3 separate regions of the Rattus norvegicus genome follow, and regions 1 and 2 are each linked to region 3. Evidence: chromatin contacts called from public Hi-C data. All regions are on one chromosome and are shown on one strand. Each heading gives the region's core, a stretch centred on a gene start, on an enhancer-like site or on the middle of the called end of the contact. The rest is flanking DNA. Distances are from core to core; before and after follow the strand shown. Region 1 holds the start of Afg2b (AFG2 AAA ATPase homolog B). Region 2 holds the start of Gatm (glycine amidinotransferase). Region 3 has its middle 34 kb from the start of Gatm.

Region 1 (4,483 bases), core at 878-3,377, 53 kb after region 3:
TCAAGGCGGGAACCTAGAGGTAGGAATTGAAGCAGAGCTCGTAGAGTAATGCTGCTTACTGGCTTCCTTAACAACCCCTTCTCATAGAGTCCAAGCCTCCCTGCTAAGTATAGTAACGCCTCTAGTGGAATAAGCCCTCCTCTAGCAATTAGCAATTGGGGAAAATGCCTCTACAGACATACCCCTAGGTCAATCTGATTGAAGCAATTCCTTCTTCCCAGTTGACAACTAAGAATAGCTATGACAATGTCACTATAGAGTAGACCCAGGAGAATTAGAGGCTCTCTCCCATTGTCTAAGGGGAGACTGCAAAGGTACTTGAAGTAGGACGTAGGTCCTCACTTGTCCTGAGCCAGCCAGCATCTACATCTTTGTTTCCTAAACGGTAAGAAGTTAAGATCTGTATTCAAGTCATGCACTTATGTACATGGAGGCAAAACACTCATACACATAAAATAAGATAAATAAAATCTTTAATGGGACTGGAGAGTTAAGAGTTAAGAATCAGGGGTTAAGAGTACACACTGCTGTTTTGCAGAGTTTAGTTCCCAACACCTACATAGAGTGGTTTACAGACATCTTTAACTGCAGCTGCAAGGGAGCCAATGCCTCTGGGCTCCATGGGCACCTGCATGCATACCACACAAAATCACACATTTTTTTAATGGAAAAAAGTAATTTGCTATTGCTTATTATAACCTGAACAGCTTGTGGGTTTTTTTTAGAATAGCCTGACAATATAATAAGAATACAGAGAGAGTTCAGACAGTTTCATACAAGTGAGTGTGTGAATCCTGAGGAAAATCTAGCCTCAGTTGCAAATGTCCTATCCTCCAAGGGCCCATAGCCTTCATTTGCTGGTTCTGGCCTCCCTCTAGTGGTGAATGCATTTAGTGCTTTAAATGGTGCTCATAAAATTGTCCAATTTGGAGTCCTATAAACCAACAAAAGGACCACCGAACTGTTATTATGCTGTTTTTCTTTTCAAGGTATTCTTCCGGCTTTTTTTTTGAGACTTTTGTGTTTGTTTTTGAGTCTTGTTTAGGCTTGCCTAGACCTTACTATGTAGCACAGGTTGAGCTGGAAATTGTGATAATCTTTACGTAGGCTTCCAAACGTTGGGATACAGGTATGACCCATAACAGCCAGCTTAGAATGGTTGCTTACAAGACTATGTCATTGTCGGTATGATGAATTCAAATATACGGATGACTGAGGCAATGCGTTGAAAATGGTTTGACTTAGAGGAGCATGATGGGTTAAGGCTGCCTGGGAAAGATAATCTATAGTTCTACTGAGAATGAGTGAAAGAGAGTTGAGGGCCCACGAACAGAATCCCTTCTTGATATTTGTGACACAAGGAGGGGAATGGTTGTTGTAGTGGGGAAGTCGTTATTTCTTGGCTAAGGTCAGAGAATTTTAGTCTGGTCCTGAAAGGGATCAATCTCTCCATGCAACACAAAACAACATGTACTCTCCTCCACACCATATCCCTACTAGCTTAACCTCTCTACCTCTGTTTTAAACCAGTGCAGAAACCTGTAAGCATAAGTTAGCTCTAATTGCCTCAGTTGGCGCTGGTTATGACCATTGGCTGTACCTTTCATGCGACCATGCATAAGAGAAAAACCTCTGAAGATCACCCCATTAAACTTCCGTTTCCGTTCTATACCACAGCTATCCACAAGTACGCTAACTTTTACATATGTCCCTTTACGTATTGAAGATGGTTATCATGCCTTATTATGTCTTTTTTCCCATGTGCAGATGCTCAAAGCTTTTTGGAACAAGAATAAAAGATATTTCATAAGATGCGAGCATCATGATTAACGTGGCAGGTATTTTATTTACACGTTGTTTATTATACCTGTAAACAGGTTACACCTTGTTAGCAGCATGGTTTTGTTTCCTTAAGTCGTTTTACTTCCCCAAATGAAAACTCTTATGGCCTAATGGAGCAGCCATAGGATGTTTTGTCTGTTGCCAGCAGAGACCTTTCCTTGAGGCTCTGGGACCAACAACCAGGCATCTTAAGTTTACCGAGACCCAGGCTTTTCTCACTTTCCCAGAAGTCCTTTCGACCGTCAATCAATGGCTGGTTCCTCCATGGCGCATGCGCGCCGCCTGCATCCGGCAGCCGGGTGAATTGCTGCCGGGCTCTCCCTGGTGTGGTTCTCCTAGTCATGGCTCCGGACTCCGGGCCCTTCCCCGACGGACAATTTTTGAAGCTGCTGCCTGTGGATCCCCGGGACCGGGGCACCCAGCGCTGCCGCCTAGGACCGGCCGCCTTCCGCAGCCTGGGCGTGCGCCTGGGCTCGCCGATGAGGATCTCGTTGCCCGCCGGGGGCTGCTGCCTCTGCACAGCTTGGCCACGGCGCGACGGGGCGGACGGCTTTGTGCAGTTAGACTTGCAGTGCGCTAGCCCCGGAGCCGCGGCAGCTGCGGGGAGGATCAGTATGGACCGCTTGCAACCGGTGTCCTGTCCGCCCCTGCGGCGCCTAGAGGTGTGGCCCGTGCTGCGGCCGCAGGCGGGAGCCCCGAGTTCCGACGCGGTGCTGGAGGTATCGCAGGAGCTGCTGCGCAACCGGCCGGTGTCGCGAGGACACGTGGTGGCCACCCCTCCCGGTATCCCGGGCCCTGTAGCAGCTCTGCACGTGGTGAGCGGGACACCGGACCCAGAGCCCGCCGGGCGGGTCACACCGCACACCCGCATCACGCTCAGCGACAAACCTCCGCCACAGGTCGAGCCTCCGGGGGAGGTGACCCTTGGGGGCCTGTCGGAGACGGCCGACTCCCTAAGGGAGCTGCTCCGCCTGCCGCTGTGTTATCCGCTCGCCTTAGCCGCACTGGGGCTGGCGGTGCCCCGCGGGGTGCTCCTGGCGGGACCCCCGGGAGTGGGCAAGACCCAGTTAGTGCGGGCCGTGGCGCGAGAGGCGGGCGCCGAGCTGCTGGCGGTGAGCGCCCCGGCGCTGCAGGGCACTCGGCCCGGAGAGACCGAGGAGAATGTGCGGCGCGTCTTCCAGCGCGCCCAGGAGCTGGCCAGCCGCGGGCCCAGCCTCCTCTTCCTGGACGAGGTGGACGCCCTGTGTCCCCGGAGAGGCGGCCCCCAGCGAGCTCCCGAGAGCCGCGTGGTGGCCCAGGTGTTGACGCTGCTGGACGGTATCCACGGGGACCGGGAGGTTGTGGTCGTGGGAGCCACCAACCGGCCAGACGAGTTAGACCCAGCGCTTCGCAGGCCGGGGAGGTTTGACAGAGAGGTAAAATTCTTGGAAGCTCCGCTTTTTTGGACATTTGGGTCAGGCAGGATTTATAGATCACTTGTGATATGCGAGCCAGAACCAGTGTTCAAATTGTTCTGGGAAGCAGGATGGTCATTTTTGTTGAAGTAACTAAGCCTGTTGCAAGCATATTAAACCGAAACAGCCTTTGGGATGAGAACATGGTCACAGTAAGAGAAGGTAAATAAAAAAACGGCATTAGCCCCAAAATGTATTCGTTCCTGTCAGGATACCAGCTTCTCTCCTACAGTTGACTTCCCTAAGTTGTCAGGGCTCTTTCTCAGGAGCCTTTGGTCAAGTGATTTTTCTTTCTAATTTCTAAGGAATTGTTAGTAATTAAATAAAATTTAAATGTTGTGGTAGGATTCTCTTAAGTCTTTTTAGGACTTGAGTGAATTTCTTCCTTGCACCATCTATTAAAGGGCCCCGATTCCACAGAACAAGGACCTAGATTATCTACTCTGTTATTTGAGCCCTGACTGCCAGAACTTAGTGTGTTCTCAAAAAACAACAAAGACTTCTTCAGTGAAGTATAGAGTTTTCATTGTGGAAATCCGCAGCTACTGTTGTTCCACTGGACAATTTTCTTATATTTATAATAAGGTGCGCTTAGAAGTTCACGGTATAAGTTCCAGAAAGGTTTGCTGAGTGTCTGTACATATTGGTGAGGATGCTTTTAAAGATTTTAAGTTGTTTACTTCTAAGTTCTCTGGTTTTTTGCTTTGCCTGTAGGTGATCATTGGAACTCCCACACTTAAACAGAGAGAGGCAATTCTGGGAGTGATTACTTCAAAGATGCCCATCTCCAGTCATATCGATTTAGGCCTGCTGGCAGAAATGACAGTTGGCTATGTCGGTGCTGACCTGACAGCACTCTGTAGGGAGGCTGCCACGTGTGCTCTTCTCAAGAATGAAAAGGTAGGAAGTGTTCACCTGTTACCAGCTATGATAATCTTTCAGATTTCTATGACAGATTAATGTGGGGTTAAAAAAGGTGGTAAGTACATTCATTCCTTGGTATGGCTGGTAGGTTCCACAGCTCGCTCTCTCTCTCTCTCTCTCTCTCTCTCTCTCTCTCTCTCTCTCTCTCTCTATGTGTGTGTGTGTGTGTGTGTGTAAGAATACAAATATAATCTCAAATATATTTAACATCTCAACTCCACATACATAAATGACTAAAGATGACTAAAGATGAGGATAAATGG
Region 2 (4,280 bases), core at 1,229-3,728, 33 kb after region 3:
ACTGGGGTGGGAACAAAGGCATGGATCCTATTGGTCTTTCTCTGCTACAAATGCAAGTAGAATACTCCAAAAGAAGGAAATGTAAATAGAAATGAATATCTGTTATAGTAACACACCTCTAAGATGAAGCAATACGTAAGTTGAGAGTCTTGGAGCTGCAAAGAGGCAGCTTGTGAAGAAACCTGAATGCCAGGAGGGCTTTATCTTCAGTAATGGAAGGAGAGAGTTGGGAAAGCAGAGGAACCATGAGAGCACAATAAGTCACAGGATCAAATGTGTGTTTGAAACAAGTTGCCCCAACAGCAACTGGGATACAGTCTGGGGAGGGGCCATTGGGAGCGAACAGTCTGGGAGGGGATGAGCTCCAGACCTGGGGGAGAGGGTGAGGCACGGGGCAAGCTTCCTTTCCACAGAAAGGATTAGATTCTTGATGCGGAGGATGTGACTGAGGAGAAATCAAAGATCGCTGGAGTTTTGGTTTGATTAAACAAGACTGACAAATAGTAAAAGGAAGAGATGAAGGCTTTGGCTTAGAGGAGAACAGCAACTGAAATTCTAGCTGTGCCAAGTGTGAGGTCCTGTGGCAATATCCGATGGGGAGTTCCTAGTGTAGATCTGGATGAGATGGCAAGTGGGGGACTGGTCTGGACTGGAGTGAGGAGGGGCCAGAAGCTGTGAGGATGGCTCTGAGTACTGGGCAAAAGTAAGACCAGAGACTACGACGCTGTGAAGGATAATATGGAGGAATAACCAAAGAATAGCTTCCCCGGAAAGTTCTGAACTCCTAGAGAGGTTTCAAGAAGGAAGAAAATTGTAAATACCAAATACTGAAGGTATCATGCAAAATACCTTAAAAATCACTCCCCTGCCCCAGTGGAGTGGAAGCGGTTTCAGAGGAGAGCGGTTAGCAGAGTTCAGGCTGCAGACGCTGAGGACCTGCTTCTAGACCCATGCTACTCTGGGCTTACCTTCACCTCCACTGTGAATGGTGGGACACAGGCATTTTCAGCTCTGCCCACTATCACTTCCTCTAAAGGGTCCCATTCGTTGTAAGAGGAGACAGGGCAGTCCTTGGGCAGGGGGTGGGTGGCCTTGTCTTCAGCTGCACAGGAATTTTGGGAGGAAGCTGTAGCTGCCTGGGTGCTCTGGAAAGTTCGCTGCACCCATCCTGTTAAGGATCCTCCAAGCTTACAAACAAACAAACAAACAAACAAACAAACAAACAAGGTGTGTGGTTAAAATCAGAATAACACAGATACCTACTTTAGGAGACCCCAAGATATTGACTATCAGAGGGGGTTGGGGTGATTAAAAAAACACATAACTTTTTGTTGATTATAGACTGTTTTTGTTTGTGTCACATGCTGTAACTTTTTTAAAACTCCCAGAAAGATCTGGTTCCCAGACACTACTTTCCCCATCTCTATTTCAAAGTTTCTGCAAACTGACTTTCAGAAACTTTCTTAGAAGATAGGCCATCCTCTTCCCTGAGGAAGTGCCCAGTAAGTCCCGGCAATGTCCAACTGAAGGAGAAGTCTTTCTTTCTTGGTCAGGAAAGTTACCAAAACTGAGCTCTTTTTTACTGTAAATAATAACATGGACTCTGTAAAGACCTTATCTTCCAGAACAAGCAATTCCAACGCTTTTTAACCTCTGACATAACCTCTGACATATACTTCACTTTTTTTTTTAATTTTATATCAGAGAATGACTGTCATCTGTACCATAAGGATTAACCCAGACAGGCACAGAATTTAAACATTAAAAATCAATCTAAACATGTTAAAAACCTCTCCCCTCCCCGAAGCCCCCCCCCCCCGTCCCCGTCTGTCTCTCTTTTAATGCAGGCCTGTATAACCTAGAGAGAGAAGATTCCCTCACCCACCCCATTGTGCAAACCTCACCCCGCCCCCAAATCTCTATCAGGCTGTTAAAAATCCCCCTAGAGGGGGCTGTAGGGACCCAAGGGTGGAGACCCAAAACAAGAGCGCGAGTGACAGCTGTTCAAGAACCAGCTGCTGGCAGAACTCATCTGCCAGAGCTATTCCTGTCAAGGAGCAAGGGAGGGTCTGCAGGCATGGGCTCGGATATCCCAAGGAAGCAGAGGGCCTAGCGGAGCAGCGGGGTGGGGCACAGGATGGACTCATTCCAACTCCCCCTGTAAAGCCCGGGGATCCATGTTTCAGTTGGAGCCGGCCTGGAGGCACCTTTCATCCCTTCACATGCATCTTCCCAGAAAACGACCTCACTGGCCACGGAACCCAGACCATGCCACTGTCCTGCTGGGGTGTCCAGCCTCCCTCTGGGCCCCACCCTGCACTCCGCAGAGGTCCCGAGGCCGCGTAGGCACTCACCCGAGAGCCGATGTAGTGCACCGCCTCGGCGCCTCGGCTGCCGCCGCGCAGACACCGCACCCGTAGCATCGCCCCGGTTTCTGCTGCTGCTCTGTGTGCACAAGGTCCTAGTCGCCAAGCTCGCGCCAGCTCCCAGCCTGCGGCCGCGCGCGCTGCTTTTGTAGCCGCGCCCAGAGCCCGGCCCATTGGCTGCCAGGAACAGGTGGCCGTGGCGTCCGCGGGTCACGTCCCGGGGATTGCCCTTTTTTAGTTCGTGCCTCCCGGACAGGCTCGGGTCAGCAGCCTCGAAGACCCACAAGAAGGCTGGCTGTCCAATGCCTGCCTAGCCGAGACGATTCGTTTGTCTATCTTGTTGGAAGTCCATTTTGCGACCTGAATGGGCAAACCCTAAGGATTTAGTTTAAGTTTAGATGTGTGCACTGACCCAGAACTCCAAGTAAACGCTGAGTGAAACGACCCGTGTTAGTTTCCAACTTTTGAGACCTGATCCTGTGTAGAACACTGACCTTTTCAAATGGTCTTTGGCTAGGTGCCCCTGCTTTGAGAAACTCAATTATGAAAACAGACAGATAATAATAAATCGGAAGTAATAAGGGAGGGTTGCAATTAGCTTCTCCTTTCGAAGCACATCTTCAAAGGCTCCTTTCGACATGACTTGGGTGCTCGATTGCAAAGTAGTTCCCTTAACTGGATTAGTAGAACTAAAACTCGAGAATAACATGTCACTTCCTAACAGAAGGGGCAGATTTGAGTACTTCTTGCCTGTCTGTGTAGTCCAATCTGGCTTCCGTCCCTCCATTGTCCTGTATCCTGTGATTATAGGCATGTACGATGAGCGCAGTAGGCCTCTCTGTGTTGTGTTTTCTAGAAACTGAGAACGGTAGCATTGATTGTCCCTGGTTCATGAGCTAGCCAGAAACCAAAATAAACAGTGCCGGGAAAGTCTAGGCGGCTCTAAGAGTTGTATGGTGAAGGGAGCCAGTGAGTCTAGGTTCCTATCTTAGCTCTGCTCCTAAAATGTTGTGCGGCTTGAACTCACAACCCTTGACCTTTCTAATGAAGGTCCTTCTGCTAGTGAGGGCTTTGGGGAATCGCAAGAATTTCTCAAAACTTAAAAAAGCACTTTTACCCAATAGAAGGACACAATCAACTCTGGGGGCTATGTCTCTGGGTATACTTAGGGTGACCAGCCATGTACCCTTGTCAGTAAAGCAATTTAAAAAGATGGTCAAGGTTAAGGTTATAGTTTATTAGGGGGGTGCTCACCCAGCATGCATTTTAAAACAGCCAAACAACCAAACCAATCAAACCAAACCGCACCACAAGCCCTATAGACCCGGCACAGGGGCTCAGTCTACGTACCAATTCCCAGGCGGCTTGTTCTATCTGATACTCTGTTTCAAACAACTGCGGGCAAATTCACACAAGAAGACTTTCACTCAGCTTGGTTTCCATTCTGTCAGAGATCTGAAAACACCGCCTATCCTTTATTAAAGACATTTTTATTTTGAAAGTGTAGAAGTGTCTGACTAAAGAGCCTCTGACTAGAATGAGGTTAGGGTGCCATTTAGTTTTAGATCATGGGAAACCCTTAGAGTCAAATGGACAGACACCTTTATCTCTTGGAATCCAGGAGGGAAACAGAGTAGGAGAGAGCTAGCCCCGCACAACAGTCCTACAGCTACAAAAGCAAATCAAACCATCCTCCCTGCACTTTACTATTTTTGAGGATTTAGAAAATAAAATCGGGGGGGGGGATGTAACGCTGGAGTTCAAATAAGGTAACTAAGGTATCTTTTTACAGCTAGAATGCATAGGAAAGGTACAACACTATTATCTGACTCCTAATGGCATCCTGCTGTACTCTGCCCTGCTCAGCCACCACCAGAGACGCTTCCGCGGCAGTAGAAGGGAACAAATACAGAC
Region 3 (4,195 bases), core at 901-3,400:
CTCTTGGGGAAAGGGGCTAACATCTATGTCTGTGATGAAACACCATGATCAAAAACAGCTTGAGGAAGGAACCCCACAGCCTATATAAGACCATTACTGAAGAATGCTAGGGCAGGAACTCAAGCAGGGCTGGTATCTGGAGGCCCAAGCTGGCGCAGAGGCCATGGAGGGGGCTGCTTACTGGCTTGCTCCTCATGGCTTGCTCAGCCTGCTTTCTTATAGAACCCAGGACCACCAGCTCAAGAGTGGTACTGTCCACAATGAGCTGGGTCCTTCCATGTCGATCATCAATCATGAAAGCGCCGAACAGGCCTGCCTACAGACCAGTCCAGTGGGGTATTTTCTTAACTGAGGTCCCCTCTTCCAAAATGACTTTAACTGATATTAAGTTGGTATAAAACTGGTGAGTACAGTATACACAGAAAGACCTGTTTGATCTATCTCCATCCTAATGGAGGAGTTGGAATCAAACCACCACATTTTCCTAGACCCAGGTTGGGTGAGTCAGATTCTCAGGAAAAGATGGACAACTAGATTTTATGCAGAAACTTTTCTTGATGAGAACTTTCTATGCCTGGCTGCCTTCTAGCGAGATGGGGTTTTGTTTTGGGTCAGGCTGGATTGGATCTCCAGCAATCCTCCTGTTTCTGCCTCCTAAGTGCTGAGTTACAAACATCCACCCCATTCCCCCAGCTCCCTTCAGTGCTAATCCTGGGATGTGTCAGGGCTGCCTGTCTGTTCACACACTTCAGATAAGTTAAGGCTCTAAAAACTTCATTGCAGATGGAGAATATTAGCTTGGGGGGGGGGGGCAAAGGTTCTAGTTGAGAGAATTTCAGTGGGTTGGGATTGCTCCAAATCACTTGATATATTTTTATTCATTGTAACATTCCAGAGTGTTCCATTTGGATTAGAGTATTTAGAGTCCAGCTGAAACAAAAGTGACCAGTTTCCCTTATCTGTACCCTTCTCATTGTTCAGTCTCCTGAGGTTTCCCTGAGGTCCAAATGTGGGTTCTGGGGGGGGTGCAGCAAAAGATGTGGATTCTTTTACAGCAGTTATTATCTGATACAAACAGCACTTCCTTCATTTTACTGGCTAATGTATGGTCTGCCAGGAGGATGGGAATGAACATGCATGGCTGTTATTCAGGCCAAAATTCCGCACCACCTGAAGTCAGAGTTCACCCGTGCTTCAAGCATCATGTTAGGAGCAATCTGCCCGAACTTAGATACAGGGATATGCAGAGAGCTTCAAGAAACCTAGCAAAGTCACATCCTTACACGATTTTTAAATAAAACAAGTCTTTTAATTTTCTTCTCTCATATTTACTGAATGCAATCATAATTTATTTTCAGAAGTCACCCCAGATATAATCGAGAGTAGCACAGCAGTTGCACCGACCTGGACTTTAAGCACAATAAACCCAACTGTGACATTTGAGACAGTCAGTGACAGGGAATAGAGGGATCAAAGAAGAAGTATCCTTCCAGTTTTCTTTTAAGATTATTTATTTATGCATATGAATGCTCTATTTGCACGTGTGCCTGCATGACAGAAATGGACATCAGATCCCATTTTTTAAGATGGCTATGAGTCGTTATGTGGTTGGTGGGAATTGAACTCAGGACCTCTGGAAGAGCAGCCAGAGATTTTACCTGCTGGGCCATCTCCTCCAGCCTGCCCTTCCAGTTTTGTTTACTCTCTCCTGTCCAAAATGTCAGCAAAATTAATCAGGTCACTTGTAAAAGAACTGTACCCCCTTTCTTAGGTAATATGTCACAAAAGAGATTATTAAAAGAGGTTAGTGATCTATGCCTGAAATAAATCCCTTAGTGACTTATGAATAAGTCACTAGAGGCTTTGAGCAAATTTTTTGTCTCTACAGCTTGCCCTTCTCTAGCTGAAATTGATACAATGTGACTTTTTAAAGCCTCTTCTTCATGGATACAGTTCCAAGGATGTGGAAAAGTGGGATGGCAGGACATGATTTCCCCAATATGGAAACTTAGTTGCAGATTAATTAACTTAAGCGCCCCCCATATCACTTATGGAGTTACTGCCCAGGCAATTAGGTTGGCTCCTCCTCTCCTAACCCCTGTGCTTGGTTCTCTTTAAGTGAGACAGATCTTTCTGCTTAGTGGGCAAGCTCGCTAACTTCTCTCCGCTGACTCATCCAGACTCTTTTCCTGTGGTGGATGTCAAGGGCCTGAGCAGAGGCCCCGGGAGGCTCCAAGAGACTCTTCAGGCTGCAGGGCTGGCAGTGGGCACTGCTGAGTTGCATTTTCTGCTGCCAACGACACACTGACCTTGGCAGCCTGTCGTCCCATCGTTGACTGCTGCCTTTAAATGAATGGCAGTACTGTGAACGCTTAGCTTATCAAAATAGTTTTACTCAGAAGCAGAAGTTTAAATTCAACTCCAAATCAGGGAACAGGAACAGCGTCTGGCAGCCACCTCATCCCACTTTACGCTCATATCTCACCTTATAACAAAAACGCTCTTTCTTGTCATAGCCCCCCCCCCCCCAGCATGTTACCGTGTTCATCTTTATGATAAATGAACCTTTCTCATTTTCTTAGGACAATCTTTCTGGTCAGAAACTATGGAAAAAATGTCAGAATTCTACTTTTTTTTTACTAGACATTTTTTTTAAAGAATGTTAGATCCCTAGGTTTTCAGGAAATGTGCCACCAGATTAATTTTTAGTGCCAATGACAGTGGGGCCCGGAGCCTGTGGAAGCGGTGGCTGTGCAGTTTCCACTCTGTCCCTATAGCAGCCGAGAGCCGCAGATTAAACATCTCCGACTTTTGTGACCTATCAGCAGCCGTGCACAAGTAAAAAGAAACATCTCTCTCCGAAGTAGGAGATGAGACAGGAAACGGATATCGGCGTGTTGCTGTATCATTTGCACTGTCCAAAGAGACAGAGCTGCACCCTCATTAATCTGTGTTGAAGAAAGAAAGAGCAGGCCCTCCCCACGGATGTAGCCAACCCGGGACAGGAAGACGCAGCTACACCCACAGGCAACGCTTCCTGTGCTGTGAAAACTGGCTTCCTTGGGTCCTTGTTCCTAAGACTGTCTGTCTGTCACTCATTACTGAGTCGGAAACCGTTTTAGCATAGATAGGTGCTGAAGTGCTGGTAAAATCTACATGGTTTCTCGACACTCGTTCTTTAAACTGTGCAAGTGATTACAGAGGATCCATGAGATTCTAGGACATAGATTTGCTGAGAATGTAGTTCAGTGGTAGAGCACTTGCCTGGTATCCACAAAGCTGTGAGTTCAAGCCCCAGCCCCACAGTGTTCTTTCATGGTTTAACAAAACTAAAGAAAGAAAGGAGGGAAGAAAGGAATTAAGTCATTCCCTATACATCTGACAAGTTGAAGAACACTTTTTGTTCCTGAAGATTTGTTCCTGAAGATAGAACCAAGGGATGGTTCTTAGGCTCTCAAGTCGGCTCCTGACTGGCAGTTTTAGGAGTTACAGGGACTGACCATGAGAAGGGAGCCACGGGAGGACGGATAGATAGGTAGGTGCTCGGAGGAAGTGTAGTAGAAAAACTGGTTTGGACTTTTGCTATCCCACCAGAGGTTTTTAGCCTAGGTTTGCAAAGTTTGCATTCACTTAGGTACTAATTAAGCTACTGTCAGATGCAATTCTCAAAGACAGATTAACTGGGTCAAAGATTGCTATGCTTTTAAAAACCCCATAGCACTACGGAAGGAGCTAAGCATAATTTCCAGAATTTTCCCTAAGCACAAAGAACTTAAACTCAGCCACCAGATATTTAAAAAAAAATGCACACTTAGGTATAATAATAAATTAAGTTTCATAGTATTTTGTTATTATTCCTCACTGACTATTCTAATGTTATTCTGTATTCCTCATTTTTATCCACACCATAGTTAGAATGGAACAACTGTAATAACTATATAATAATTATAATAGTAAAATAACTATTATTTAGTCCTTTTACTTTATAGGTCTAAGCAACAAATGGGTATCAATGGTAATTGAAAATAGATTAGATGAAATATTTCTATCCTATGTCCCTATTCTTTTTCTTTCTCTAACTTCAGTTTTAAGGACTCATGGTTCTGGAATCTTTAGCAGCAGTGCTGGATATCAAAGCCATGAGATTATTGTCGGTTACTTTCAAATAACTTACTTTAGCTTTCCTTTTCCAGAG

The links. Hi-C and Micro-C count contacts between places; a contact is called where the count stands out from the background.
Region 1: a contact with region 3 is called in a Hi-C map of Schwann cells, with 5 times the contacts expected there. The contact joins the promoter of Afg2b here to the enhancer-like site in region 3. A contact is called at or near these places in 12 of 12 Hi-C or Micro-C datasets (the A7r5 cell line, the Rat2 cell line, Schwann cells and 7 more) and 1 of 1 datasets of contacts at active chromatin or transcription factors (oligodendrocytes).
Region 2: a contact with region 3 is called in a Hi-C map of liver, with 5 times the contacts expected there. The contact joins the promoter of Gatm here to the enhancer-like site in region 3. A contact is called at or near these places in 2 of 12 Hi-C or Micro-C datasets (the A7r5 cell line and liver).

What each region holds. Positions count from the first base shown.
Region 1 is chr3:130,146,215-130,150,697 of GRCr8, forward strand. It overlaps Afg2b (AFG2 AAA ATPase homolog B), which reads left to right and starts at 2,128. Exons shown (of 8, transcript NM_001109647.1): 1 at 2,128-3,257; 2 at 4,011-4,196. The coding sequence starts at 2,184.
Region 2 is chr3:130,126,615-130,130,894 of GRCr8, forward strand. It overlaps Gatm (glycine amidinotransferase), which reads right to left and starts at 2,479. Exons shown (of 9, transcript NM_031031.2): 1 at 2,355-2,479; 2 at 969-1,187. The coding sequence starts at 2,423.
Region 3 is chr3:130,093,466-130,097,660 of GRCr8, forward strand. No RefSeq gene overlaps it. Among named protein-coding and RNA genes, the nearest start is that of Gatm, 34 kb to the right of the region's middle. Within about 2 kb of position 2,151, at least 23 of the 93 cell types and tissues checked have an H3K27ac peak or open chromatin away from gene starts, as enhancers often do. A contact at or near this core is called in Schwann cells, kidney and liver, where this site is marked.